2 separate regions of the Anas platyrhynchos genome follow, and region 1 is linked to region 2. A link is a contact called in public Hi-C data. All regions are on one chromosome and are shown on one strand. Each heading gives the region's core, a stretch centred on a gene start, on an enhancer-like site or on the middle of the called end of the contact. The rest is flanking DNA. Distances are from core to core; before and after follow the strand shown. Region 1 overlaps LOC139999438 (a long non-coding RNA gene). Region 2 overlaps ARHGAP32 (Rho GTPase activating protein 32).

The links. Hi-C and Micro-C count contacts between places; a contact is called where the count stands out from the background.
Region 1: a contact with region 2 is called in a Hi-C map of subcutaneous adipose tissue, with 2.2 times the contacts expected there. The contact joins two enhancer-like sites. A contact is called at or near these places in 2 of 8 Hi-C or Micro-C datasets (skeletal muscle and subcutaneous adipose tissue).

The regions. Positions count from the first base shown.
Region 1 is chr25:4,198,991-4,205,151 of IASCAAS_PekinDuck_T2T, reverse strand. LOC139999438 (a long non-coding RNA gene) reads right to left here. Exons shown (of 3, transcript XR_011804945.1): 2 at 2,420-2,544. Among named protein-coding and RNA genes, the nearest start is that of BARX2, 17 kb to the left of the region's middle. Within about 2 kb of position 4,146, at least 2 of the 8 cell types and tissues checked have an H3K27ac peak or open chromatin away from gene starts, as enhancers often do.
Region 2 is chr25:4,028,743-4,034,232 of IASCAAS_PekinDuck_T2T, reverse strand. The region is part of intron 5 of ARHGAP32 (Rho GTPase activating protein 32); the gene reads left to right. Among named protein-coding and RNA genes, the nearest start is that of TRNAP-AGG, 91 kb to the left of the region's middle. Within about 2 kb of position 1,737, at least 2 of the 8 cell types and tissues checked have an H3K27ac peak or open chromatin away from gene starts, as enhancers often do.

The sequences.
Region 1 (6,161 bases), core at 2,897-5,396, 170 kb before region 2:
TGGCCAGCTTAACCCTAGTAATGATTTTATTAGTCCTGCAGTGATGTTAGGTCTTTGTACCATGATCTCAAAGCTTCAGAATTACTGCACCAAGCCTCTTGTAGAGGTTCTTTACTTGCCAGAGGCCAGTTGCAGAGCCTGGAAATAGATGGGAGTGGGAATTTGGACTTCAGGCACAAAGTTACAGGGTGGTGTCTGTGTGTTGTTCCCTGCTTGCTGGAGCACTGTGCTGGGCTGTTGCATGCCAGCACTGGGGAATGGTGTTGGCAGTAAATCCTGAAAGAATCCCACAGAAAAGATTCAAGCCAGACATTCCCCCTCTTGCAGGTCCTCTACAGCCAAACTGAGTGAATGAGCTGTTACCATTGAGCACATGGAAAAGACGACCTTATCGAATCAAAATCACTGGGAAAAAAAGACAATACCATCTGGCCACTTCTGAGAGAGCTAGAGACCATGCTGCCACTATCTAAGGCGGACTGTACACTCATCCTTCCCCACACATTCCTGGGACATTTCTAATCATAACTGTGAATGGCATCCCGCAGTGCTTTTCTGGGATCAGGTTCCCCTCTATAAATGCCCAATCCTGTGTTTGGAGGCAGCAGAGCTCCAGTTGAAGTCAGCTGAAACAGAGCTGGTATTTCACGCAGGGTCCATTAATAACAAAATTTTCAATAGGATGCAATTTAGGCTTTCAGAGCATGGTTGTACCTATTCAAAGTTGTCTTTTTTAAGTCAGAAAAACAAAACAAAACAAAACAAAAAAAAAGAAGCAAGAATAAAACGATATATTCCTTGTCCTTTTTTTTTTTTTTTTTTTTTTTTTTTCTGAATTGTTCTACAGTGACATATGTATATAATCAATTATGGAGAGCAAAAAATAGGATTATTTTTAAGAAGCTCACTTTACTTTTTTCCCTTTTTATTGTCGGCATGTTCACACAACTCAGCATGGATTGAAGTGATAACGAGTAACTCAGCACATGGCCCTGTCTGCTCGGTTTATTATCATGCATTCCTATCTGACTATCTAATCTAAGATGCTTTTAAAGGACCCATCATCAAAATATCTAAGTGCTGCCACAGGATCTAATTACTAATCTTCAGGAAGAAACACTGGCTTTGCTGCAAAGTTGGAATAACCCCCTTTAAATCTTTATGAAACAAAGGGGCAGAAGGCATACGTGTACAAAACATAAAACTGTCTTTCTTGTGCCTAAGTCTGTGAGCACAATGCATGATGCAATATAAAACTATTGTTCTATCAGAAACTATGGTGTTATTTTACACTGCACGAGACCATGAGTCATTAAAATTGTGTTGTAACACTTCCAAGAAATCGTTTATGTTGGCCTGTGTTATTCATCACTTTCTTTATTGGTTGGCTTTTCTTTGACCATATTACCACAGAATTTGGGTGCCCTACAAGTACTTGTGCATTTGCTCTCACAGCATTCACAACTCACACAACTCTCTTTACATGTGGGGAATTAGAGGCAAAGATGAGGAATGAGATTTGTCCAGGGAAATAAAAATGATTTTCAGGGCAACAATCCAAATGCAACCAGATGTCTTGTGTCATAGTCCTTCCCTGCAGGGTCTCCATGCAGCTAAATAGGGCTTTTTTCCTTGTCTCCTGACAAGCCAAGGACAGGTTCACCAGCTGGACCAAATGAAATTGTAGCCAATGTCTGCGTCCTTCTGCTCAAAGAAGTTATTAAAACTCAGAAGGTGCAATAGGCTCACAGTAGTGCCGTGTTAGATACAGGCTTTGATGCCTGCCATATACAATAGGGGAACAGAAGGCTAGGAAATGAGCCTGGGATGAGTGTTCCATGCTTGTTATAGAAAATATCTTGCCTAATTTTAGTTCTCTTTTTTCTTCTGTCCCTGTTGAAGTCACTACCAGCCTTCTATTCAGCTCCTGCATATCAGGAATATCCTGCATATCCATATTCCTGGATAGAAGAATCAGCAGACATGAGCTCATGAATCACACCCAGATGTGTCCCAGAAAGAAAACCTAGAAGTCTTCACTCTAACTCAGTCCATGCACAGTTTTCAGCTTTAAGTCAAAGTACAATTTTCCCCAAACCATTGTAAAATTGTGGTTGGGCACAGTCTGATTTACAATTTATGTGGTCCAAGTCAGTTTGTCACAGTATAAAAACCAAACTGTCATAGCTACCTTTATCATAACAGCTACTGCATTGTCAAGTTGCACCAGTATGTTTCCAAACAAATGTACACAGACAGGGCTACCCAGTCTTGTCTTAAAAAATTGCTGTCCACTTTCTTCTATGGACAAAAGCATAACCCAAGCATTCTGAAGCCCAGCCCAACCTTCTCTTCTCGTTGTTCAGGTCACCCTCCCTACCAAGCAACAGCAATACATTCGTGGAGTTAAAGTACGCACCATAAAGTCATCCAGGTGGTTCAACCCAGGCGTCCTTGAACTGCTCTGGTTACTCTGGTGAAACAGCATCTTCAGACAAGCATCCGCAGAGCCTTCATTTGACGGCATCATGAAACAGTGTGCCACTACAAAATAAAAGTTTAATGTCTAATTTTAATGCATTCAGCTTTAGCTTCTAAGTGCTGATTAAGACTGCTTGGCATTTGATTTCTAATGCTACACTTTTATTAATTACTATTAATATAACGACCATTTGAATTTATCATTGTTATTTATTTTATTTATCATTTAAATCTGTTGTTTTAGTAATTATTTTGCTTTTTAGGCATTTAGTGCTCTGTGCATTTATGAGAGTGTTTATTTAAAAAGTTTTAATATTGCAAACTCTTACAGCGAGCAGGATTACTCATCTCTCACGAAGTACACCCATCTCTGCGTGTACTCAGATGCCTCTGTCCCTCGGGCTGCGCACACCAGCGCTCGTACCGGAGGGACCACGGCGGAGCCAAGCGGCACTTTGGGTAAAGAAATTCAAACTTCGGCTGGGAAATGCCAGCTCCACACCCACCCTCGCCCTGCCTTTCCAAGGGACGGCCACCAGATGGCAATGCTCCAGAGCAGAGCCTCAGCGCCAGCACACGAGCACAACCCTCCCTGCTGCAGGATGAGTCAAGAGCATCACCTCGAGCCAAGGAAAAGTCAGAAAATAAAAGAGCAAAACGTCCTTGAGTTTCGCTGAAGAATTCGAGCTGAAAATCTGTACCAGGATGGGCAAAACCATCACTATGTGGCCTCTTCCACCCCTCATTTGCCTGATTTTTCCACCCTACAGTTATTATTATTGTAGCTATCTTTGTTTTGGAATGCAATAGTTACTTCTCATGGCTGGCACCCAGCTGGGATGAGCACCCCTTGTGTTGGATGCTGAATCACCATGCAATAAAAACTGTCAGTTTCACTACAGTTTAACAATCTAGCATTATTCTGTTTCTCTGGGGACACCCTCACCCCTTATCACACCTTTCCTACCCAAACAGCTCCTATGGAGAAGTCAGAAGGTGGGCACATACCTTGGCAAAACTGCCTGCCTGTTTCATGCAAGGTGGTTTGGACAGAAGGGGGAAGGAACTTGAAAAAATAAAGCATTTCTCCTGCTAGTCTTCTTCCTTACCATTTTCTCCCTTAATTACAACACTACATTTGTTACTTTAAAAACACTAAGATATAAACTGTTTTCAGACTGTTTATATCACGAAGGACAACAGAAGACCTTTAATAACTTTGGGACTGACTGCATGAAGTATCATTTAAAAAAAAAAAAATTAATATATATATATATATGCAAAGATGAGCAAATCAGTCTCTTAAAATGCAGCCCTGGAAGGCAGATTGACAGGTGCTGTTATTCTAAAGATAGGGAAACTGGGAGAAGACACTGGAGTCAGTACCAGGAAGTCTTTCTCACTCCCAAGTTTGAGGTTCCCAGAGCTGAACCCCTCTGCCTAACACAGTGCTAACACAGTGCAAACACAGGACAACAAGCCCACCATCTCCATTTGAGGTCACCTTCCTGTTCTCCAGTATAGGTGGAGTCCTACTGCTGTAGCTCACTGCCCCGCTTCTGCAGAGTTGCCACCTGCACCACGCAAGGGGCTGAGCTCAGCTATAAAACATTCAGCAGGAGCCGAGGAGAGCTGGAGGCTGAGTGCCAAACAGGCAAGGAACAGCAGAGGGAGGTATCAGGCCAGACATGAGAATAACCAAGAGAAAGTCCCTGCCCTGTGCCGTTACACACAATATCACGAAGTCCCTTTGGGTCTGCATGTCTCCAGCTCCCCTCTTTCACTGTGGGACACAGCGGGCCCTGAAAGTAATTGTGCACAAGGAAGGAAAGGGTTTTAAAGGCAACACACAGAGACAATCTTTTGTGCCCTGGTCAACTGCACAGCAGTGAGCATCTGAGAGCTCTAGGAAGGACACAGTTACTGGAAGGACATGTACAAGGCTTTGCCCTTTGAGTGCACTTTTGCACACTTCTGACTCCATGCCCACCACACGAGTCTAAAGGAGATAGACAGTGGTGGCACATGCATCACTGGAAGAGGACGTTGCCCTGCCCTCCCACTACACGGATGCTTTCAACAACCAGAGGTTCTGAAGAACACATCTGGAATCACTTACAGCAGCATCTGGAAACTGTCATGAGCTGCAATGAGACACAGTTGCTTAATTATTCTGGGTCTGCATCCTTTGCCACTGTGAAGCTGTCAGTGGCCATTCAGCCTCCTTGGCACAGATCCCAGCACAGCACCCCTGCATGCTACTCATCACATGTAACACTTGTCAAGGCATAGGGAGCATCAGCTTTATCTTCAACACTCTCCTGATCATGTCCAGCACACACAAAGGACTGCAGAAAGTTCACTGTTACGGCAGGAGGAATTAAATAAAAACAAAAAAGCTTTTATTACTCGGAGAGCACAGAATGATGGCCCTAGAATACTCCCAGTTTATCTCCCCACCAGACACGACTGAAGATTTCATTCCACAGCATCAATCCATTCTTTCATGAGAAGTCCATCAAGAAATATGCTTGCAGCAGCTTTATGGTTGAGATGACAAAAGGAGTATGACAGTCCAGAGCATCCAGGACAGATTTCTACTTCACCATTTTATTCCTGGGACATCATGCCATCTTACAAGTATAGACTAGATAGACTTCCATGGAAGACGATCATTTTTGTTTCCCTATTTCTTTACCAGCATTGTTGCTTGCTCCTGGAAGTGAAGGAGTTAAACAGACTGTGCTATGCATTTTACTCATAGCACAAAGGGAGACAGGCTAAGGATTCTTGCTCATTATCCCAGTGCTGAACTTCAAGGCTGAACTTCCTCTGGAATCGTTTGCATCTTCCCTTTCCGCCTCCAGCAATGCCTCTGAGGTCAGTGTCTTGACCCAGGATGGATGGGATTATAGCAGAGGGAGGCTGATGCCTGTGCTCAGTCAACTGTTTCAGAGTGGGATGGTGCTCCCTGTGCTAACAGGAAGCAGAGAAACGTGAGAAAAAAAAAATGGAATAAAAGGAGCAGAAACCAAACAGGAATGTTGAGAAGCTCTGGGGAGAGAAGAAAACGTGAAAGTACATGGGATACAAGGAGACAGGGTTCACTGATGCAACAGTAGCTCGAGGGAAGCAAATGAGACATACAGAAAATGCAAAGGAATGATAGAGAAATCATAAAACCAGGACCAAATTCCAAAGGATACATCTAAGAGTTCAGCCCATGCTGCAATAAACAGCCAGATGGCTGTGTCTCCCAGAGAGACGTTGCTGGGAAAGGAAATGGAGAGGGAAAGGGGGAGAGCAGGGTCACTAACATACGACTCTTCCATTCCCAGTGAAAGAGGAAAAGGAAATGTAGATTACGAGAGGTCTTCATGGCCTCAGCACTGGCTGAGCCAGCACAGGCACAGGAGGCAGAAGAAGCCAAAGAATGTCTTTGAACCTCCTGTGCTCACATATTTTCCTTGCCCTCTTCCCTTCACTTTCTCTTCCACCATTTCAGCCCCCTCTTTTCTCACTCACACCACCCCTCTCTCCAGTTCTGACAGTCTTTCTTTCCTTTTTCAGAGGCCCAGAACAAGGACTGGTTTATAGCACTCTAAGCCATGTGTCACAGTGACACATCCTCTCTTCTCTCTCCTTTAGGTGCCCCAGACCAATGTCCCTCACAGGTCACA
Region 2 (5,490 bases), core at 488-2,987:
GATCTAAAACATATGGGAGTTGTGCACTGCGCCTCTGCATCCAGCTGTGGAACATGGACTTTAGTTTTCTTTGTTTAAAAAAAAAGGAGAGAGGAGGATTTAAGATATGAAAATTTTAAACATCCTTTCTCACAGATGTACACACATGCATGTGTGCACAAAAATTGTGTGTGCACCCTCACGCCCCCAAACTGAAGTGAAGCAAAGAAATGAGCAAGTAGCTAAAGGTCATGGGCTTAATTTGAAAGCTCTGGGAGTCCTGTAGTCGTAGAGTAACCTTTATGTAAAACTGGGGGCGGAGGCACAGTAAATGCCAAACGCACCGGGTTTCACACGGCCGGGTTGGTAAAGATGAGTGGTTGTTGATCTTTCCCACTTCTGGGGTCATGGGAGGAAATAGAATAAGCTTCCCTTCAGCTTTTATCGCTTCCTCCTCCAGCTAAGGGGAGATTATTTTCCTTCATTTGCTGCTCGTCTTGTCAGCAAGAGAGGTTGGTATTTAGCCAGATAATAAATAATGCTTTTCCTGGGGAAGCAGTTCTCAGATGTGGTTGTAGTTAACACTGATTTCTCCCCCTCGTAGCTTTTCTGTCTTGAGCCTAGTCCTGCAGATCTGTGCTTGGAAAGATGTGGTTTGCGTAAACGTGATGTGCAAAACTTGTTTGGTTTTGCTTACAGTCTGTTTCCCAAGCTTTTAGAGAAGTTTTGATGGTGCCTTATTACCCACTGACATGTTTGCTCATCCTTTTGAGTAAGTTTCTGATGACGAAATTTGCAGTGGAAGTATTTTTGTGCAATTGGGCTTATTTATGCATTTCTCACTGCTGCTCTGTAAATGTAAATAAGGGGTGTTACTCAGCCCAGCCCACTTCTCCATTTGGCCTGTGTATTAAAAACAAAATGCATACTCTGTTTGGATGACAGGAAGGTGAGAAATCATAGTAGAAACCTCTCTGCACTCTGAGTAAGAGAAAAATCTGTGGCAGTGAGACAGGATCAATGGCTAGATTAACAAATTGGGCTTCTCATTGCCACAGCGCTCTTCCTCCCATCAAAATGATTGCTTTTGGGGCTGCTTTTATTGTTCTTTCTCCTCTCCCAGAACTCCTGAGGAGATTGCAGGTATTTAAAGCATTTTTTCCAGTGACTGATTATTATCAGTGTGGGAAAAAAAAGTGAATATTGATTTAGTGGGGGAGAAAAAAAAAAAAGCGACTGAGCAAGAGACTAATAGCCTGCAATGACAGGACTGTATCAATTTTCAGTTCTCTCAGAGGAATAATATGCTTGTTTCCAGCAAATGGAAAAGTAGACTCTGACTAAAACTGTCACTGACCTCCCACAGCATTTAATGGATTCTGGAGCTCCGAGCAGAAGAGGCAGTCATAACTAACTCCGGGATTTTAATGCACTTTCCTTGAAAGTCAGCAGTTTTATGAAATGCCATATGCAGGAAGATAAAACGTACATGTATCTTACAGAGCTGTAAAAAAAAATTATATTCATTGGCTTACTCTTTTTTTGACCGCGGATGAAGGCGTTTCTCAATAACTTTAACAAGCCCACGTTAGAGGTTCTGCATGGTTTCTACCCTTAACATGTGTTGCCAGCATATAAAATGAGCCTGTTTAAAAACGATGGGCGAAGAGTGTGAAGCAATCCCACTCCTGGCCCCTTCCAGAGGCTTTTCCGTGCTGGCAGCCCCGGGCGCTGAGGCAGCGCTGGGTTTGGGCACAGCGACGGGCAACGGCCGAAGTAAGGGCCCCGTTCTGTCCAGCAGTAGCCAGCGAACGAAAGAAGGCTTTGTTCTGGGGTAAAGCCACTTCTCTTTGGAATAAATAAAGAAATAAGTGAGCCCCTTCAATTGAAGGGTCTCCTTGTTTTTGCCTGGCCCCGCCAAGCGGCTGGTTCCTCACACGGAGCCGTCCCCATTGTCTTGGCCCTGGAAACGCAGCGGCCGTGCCGAGCCGGCCTTCCGAAGGACGGGGCCCGTGAGCCGGGAGATGATTTTACTCATTTTTCTTAGGAACCCGAATCATTGCTGAATCCCACCATAATTTGTATTGCGGTGCCACCTAGCGTGCAGAGGGCGTTCAGGCTTCTCCTGCTCCGCAGGCCGGTGGCAGCGGTCGTCTTCTCCTCGCTTCCAGCTCCAGGCGGCTCCAAACAGCTGCAGCTGTGTGTGCAGAGAGATGCCTGGAGCAGTACTTGTGTGCCATGAGCTGCTGCTTTTCAAAAGTCTCATCTTTACAATTGTTGGGCATTTTTGGAGCGAGGTGAGGCTGAGGAGTGCGAAAGGACAGGAGAAACGGTGGTAATTTGCGCATCCACCATCCCTGGAGGTGTTTAAAAGATGTTTAGATGTAGAGCTTAGGGATATGGTTTAGTGGGGGACTGGTTAGTGTTAGGTCACAGGTTGGGCTTGGTGATCTTGGAGGTCTCTTCCAACCTAGATGATTCTGTGATTCTGTGATCCTCATCATCTGCTCATCCGTCAGCTCATTCTGTGGCCATAAGCTGATTTTGTATCATTTGTGTGTGTTTCTTTAATCACATCAGGAATTACTTTTTGTCATTTATAACATGTCCAGTGGTCGGTAGGTGTGTATATCCAGTGTGTTTTACTGTTGCACTTTCATTACTCAAGAAATGTCATTACGAATCCGTGTTTGAGTTCGAACCCCAAACCCTGCCCACCTGGAAGCTGTCTGGATCTGACTTCTCTGGTCTTTGGGCCTGTTGTTGATGTGACTTCATCCCTTGTGCTGTTGTTCTTCCTTTACATTTTGATCCCCCTAGTTGGCTCTTTTAAATTCTGCTCGTATTAAAACGTGGCTTTTCTGTCAGCAAGATGGAGCAATCCTTCCCTCTCTTGTTCCGACAAGTGTTTAACAGCAGCGATACGCTTGCAGACGCATCCTGTTCCAGCACCAGTTTTGGTATCGCTGTGTGATATCCAAAATGTTTAATTCTAAATACTGCCAGGAGGGGGTCTGTGCCTCCCCAGGTAATGAATGACTAAACCTCAGCACGGTAAAGGCTGCCAGAGAGGATTAATTTCTGAATAATCTCATTTTGGTTTCAATTAATTGTGAAATCAGACTTTAATAGGGTGTGAAATGGAAATAGAGAGAGGTAACACCAGCTGCCTTTATTTACATGTGTTAATCAGCACAGAGCCAAACAACAACAACAACAACAAAACTGGAGCGATTCGTAGTGTTTGAAATGCTTCAGTTTGGCTGTGAACTTGGAAAAATCCTCCTTTGCAGATAGGTGGAAGGTCAGTGGCATTTTTAAAAAAACATCCCAAACATGCCAGCATCCTATCCGAACCCTGAAGTTACTGTATTTCAGAAATACCAAAAGTGGCTATGGAAACCCATCATTACATTGAATTAGTTTTGCTTTGAACAGTAATGTGGAAAATATTTACTTTTCCCTTTTTGCGTATAGCCTGTGGTGTAACGAATAACACAAGAGCGGGCATGTGTGCTTTGTGTATCAAAGTGCCTATTTCCAAATGTCTGCTATTACGGTCACCAGGGTCAATTAACCAGTGACTAAAGGTGGTTTCCTTTGGAGACAGACTGGGTTTTTCTTTTTGGCTTCTAGTTCTTAAATGGTGGGCACCACAATTTTATGGGAATTTGTGTCGGAAGCAGAGCTCGGTCTGCAACCAGGGAGATTCTCAGTTAACTGTTTAGTGCAGCTTTAGGGCAGCGGGGAGAGCAAATACAGAGTTGGGTTGTGTTGTAGGTGGTAGTAGGAGAAGTCTTGGCAAAATCCATTATGTCACTTCTGGCTAATTCCCTCTGTTGTTCGATGGCAATTTGATTTGGGTTCCTGGGAAACTTAGCGGTTTTGATGGTGTTGCTTGGGGACTGGTTTTGTTGGAATGAGGAAGGCAATTTCTGCAGGAAAGAGCAGAGGCAGGTTCAAGGAAACTTTTTCATTATTCATCTGGAGAGGAAGAAGCAGCCTCCTTAGCTTCAGTTCATGAGATTTACCCCATCTTTCCTTTACAGTTTTCCTCACTCATAACCCACAACCTGTCAGAAGGAGCAGAAGATGGGACAAGGAGAGTTCTGGTCTCTGGAGAGTCCTAGGTGTAGGGCTGTGTGCATACGCGTGCATGCACATGCCTCGGTACCCCAGGACATCCACGTGGGAGTTGCTGTGCAGAGATGGGTGTAGACCTAGTGCATAGTTGGGTTCCTTTTAGCATCAGCACTCTCAGTGAAAAACACAGATTTACTGCACAATGGCACGTGAAATCATGCTGTTGTTTCTTACAAAACAGTATATTTCAGCATCTGAGATACAGTTGGGCTTGTAACCTACATACTCGTCTTGCACAGTTGAGAACTGCATGTTGTTTGTAAGGATGTGAGCAGTGATCTCATTTAACGAAGTCAGTTTAGAGAATAGTTGAACTTTTAGCTGGATAAAATAGGCTTTGTCAGTTGAGGGGAAAAAAGAACATTTTGGTTATTTACTGGTGTTTCTTTTTCCTGCTATCTGGTACTTGCAAACAAGGAGCTTAGATGGTTTTAAAAGGGAAACAGTTTATACCGGCCTTGTGTTATACTAGAAGCATCCTTTTCAGCTCCTTGTACTTATGAATGATATATGCTACTAGTTAGGGAAATACAAGCAAATGAGCAGTACAGACAACAGTTCACACATTCCTCTGTTGCATTTTACAGGTCATTTCAGGATGCTCTTTGCCTTAGCAAATACACTTCTCACCTCAGAAGAGATTTTCTTCATTGTCACTTTCTATAACCTCTTTGTGCCAGTGGCAGACAAGTCTGCACATCATTGGAGCCACCAATTCTGTATCAAGAATTGCTGTCTGATTTTATCAGAGAAGACCAGGTGCAAGAGGGAATTGGGTCTCAGCTTTCAGATGGGCTGAGGGGCAATGAAGAGAGTACAAAACTGGAAGGCTGCAGCTTGCTGGTTACTACTACCCAGTTTTGCACAAAACAGGGCTTCTGTGAGGTGACTTAGGCTTTAGAATTTAAAGGCACTGACTTCCCTCATTCCCTAATGTGTTTTCTTGGTGCCATTAAAATACACCATGGTGTCATGTATTTAGGTGTATGAGAAGCAATCTTGTCAATTCTGCCAACTTGTCATACTTAAAAATACAGCCACCAGCAGCACCTTCCGCTAAGTTTTCCAGTGTAATGGTTATATTTCCATGTGGGCAAGCAAGCATGGAAAATGGATTAATGTTTGTTGCCACCACGGGCAACAAACAGGAAAAAATGGGAGAACTGCACACAGGCAGCAGGACAGGTATCAGCACTGGAGTGAGGCAATTCTGTCATCTTCCTGCATCATAGACTCTACTTGTTGGAGAAATAAATACGAAAATGTGCAAGAAGAGAGTTTGTTTAAAATCTGCACTCTGCGGTGTTACACTTAAAATATGAACTTATGGGAAATTCCTAATGCATGAAGGTAACGGAACATCGCTGT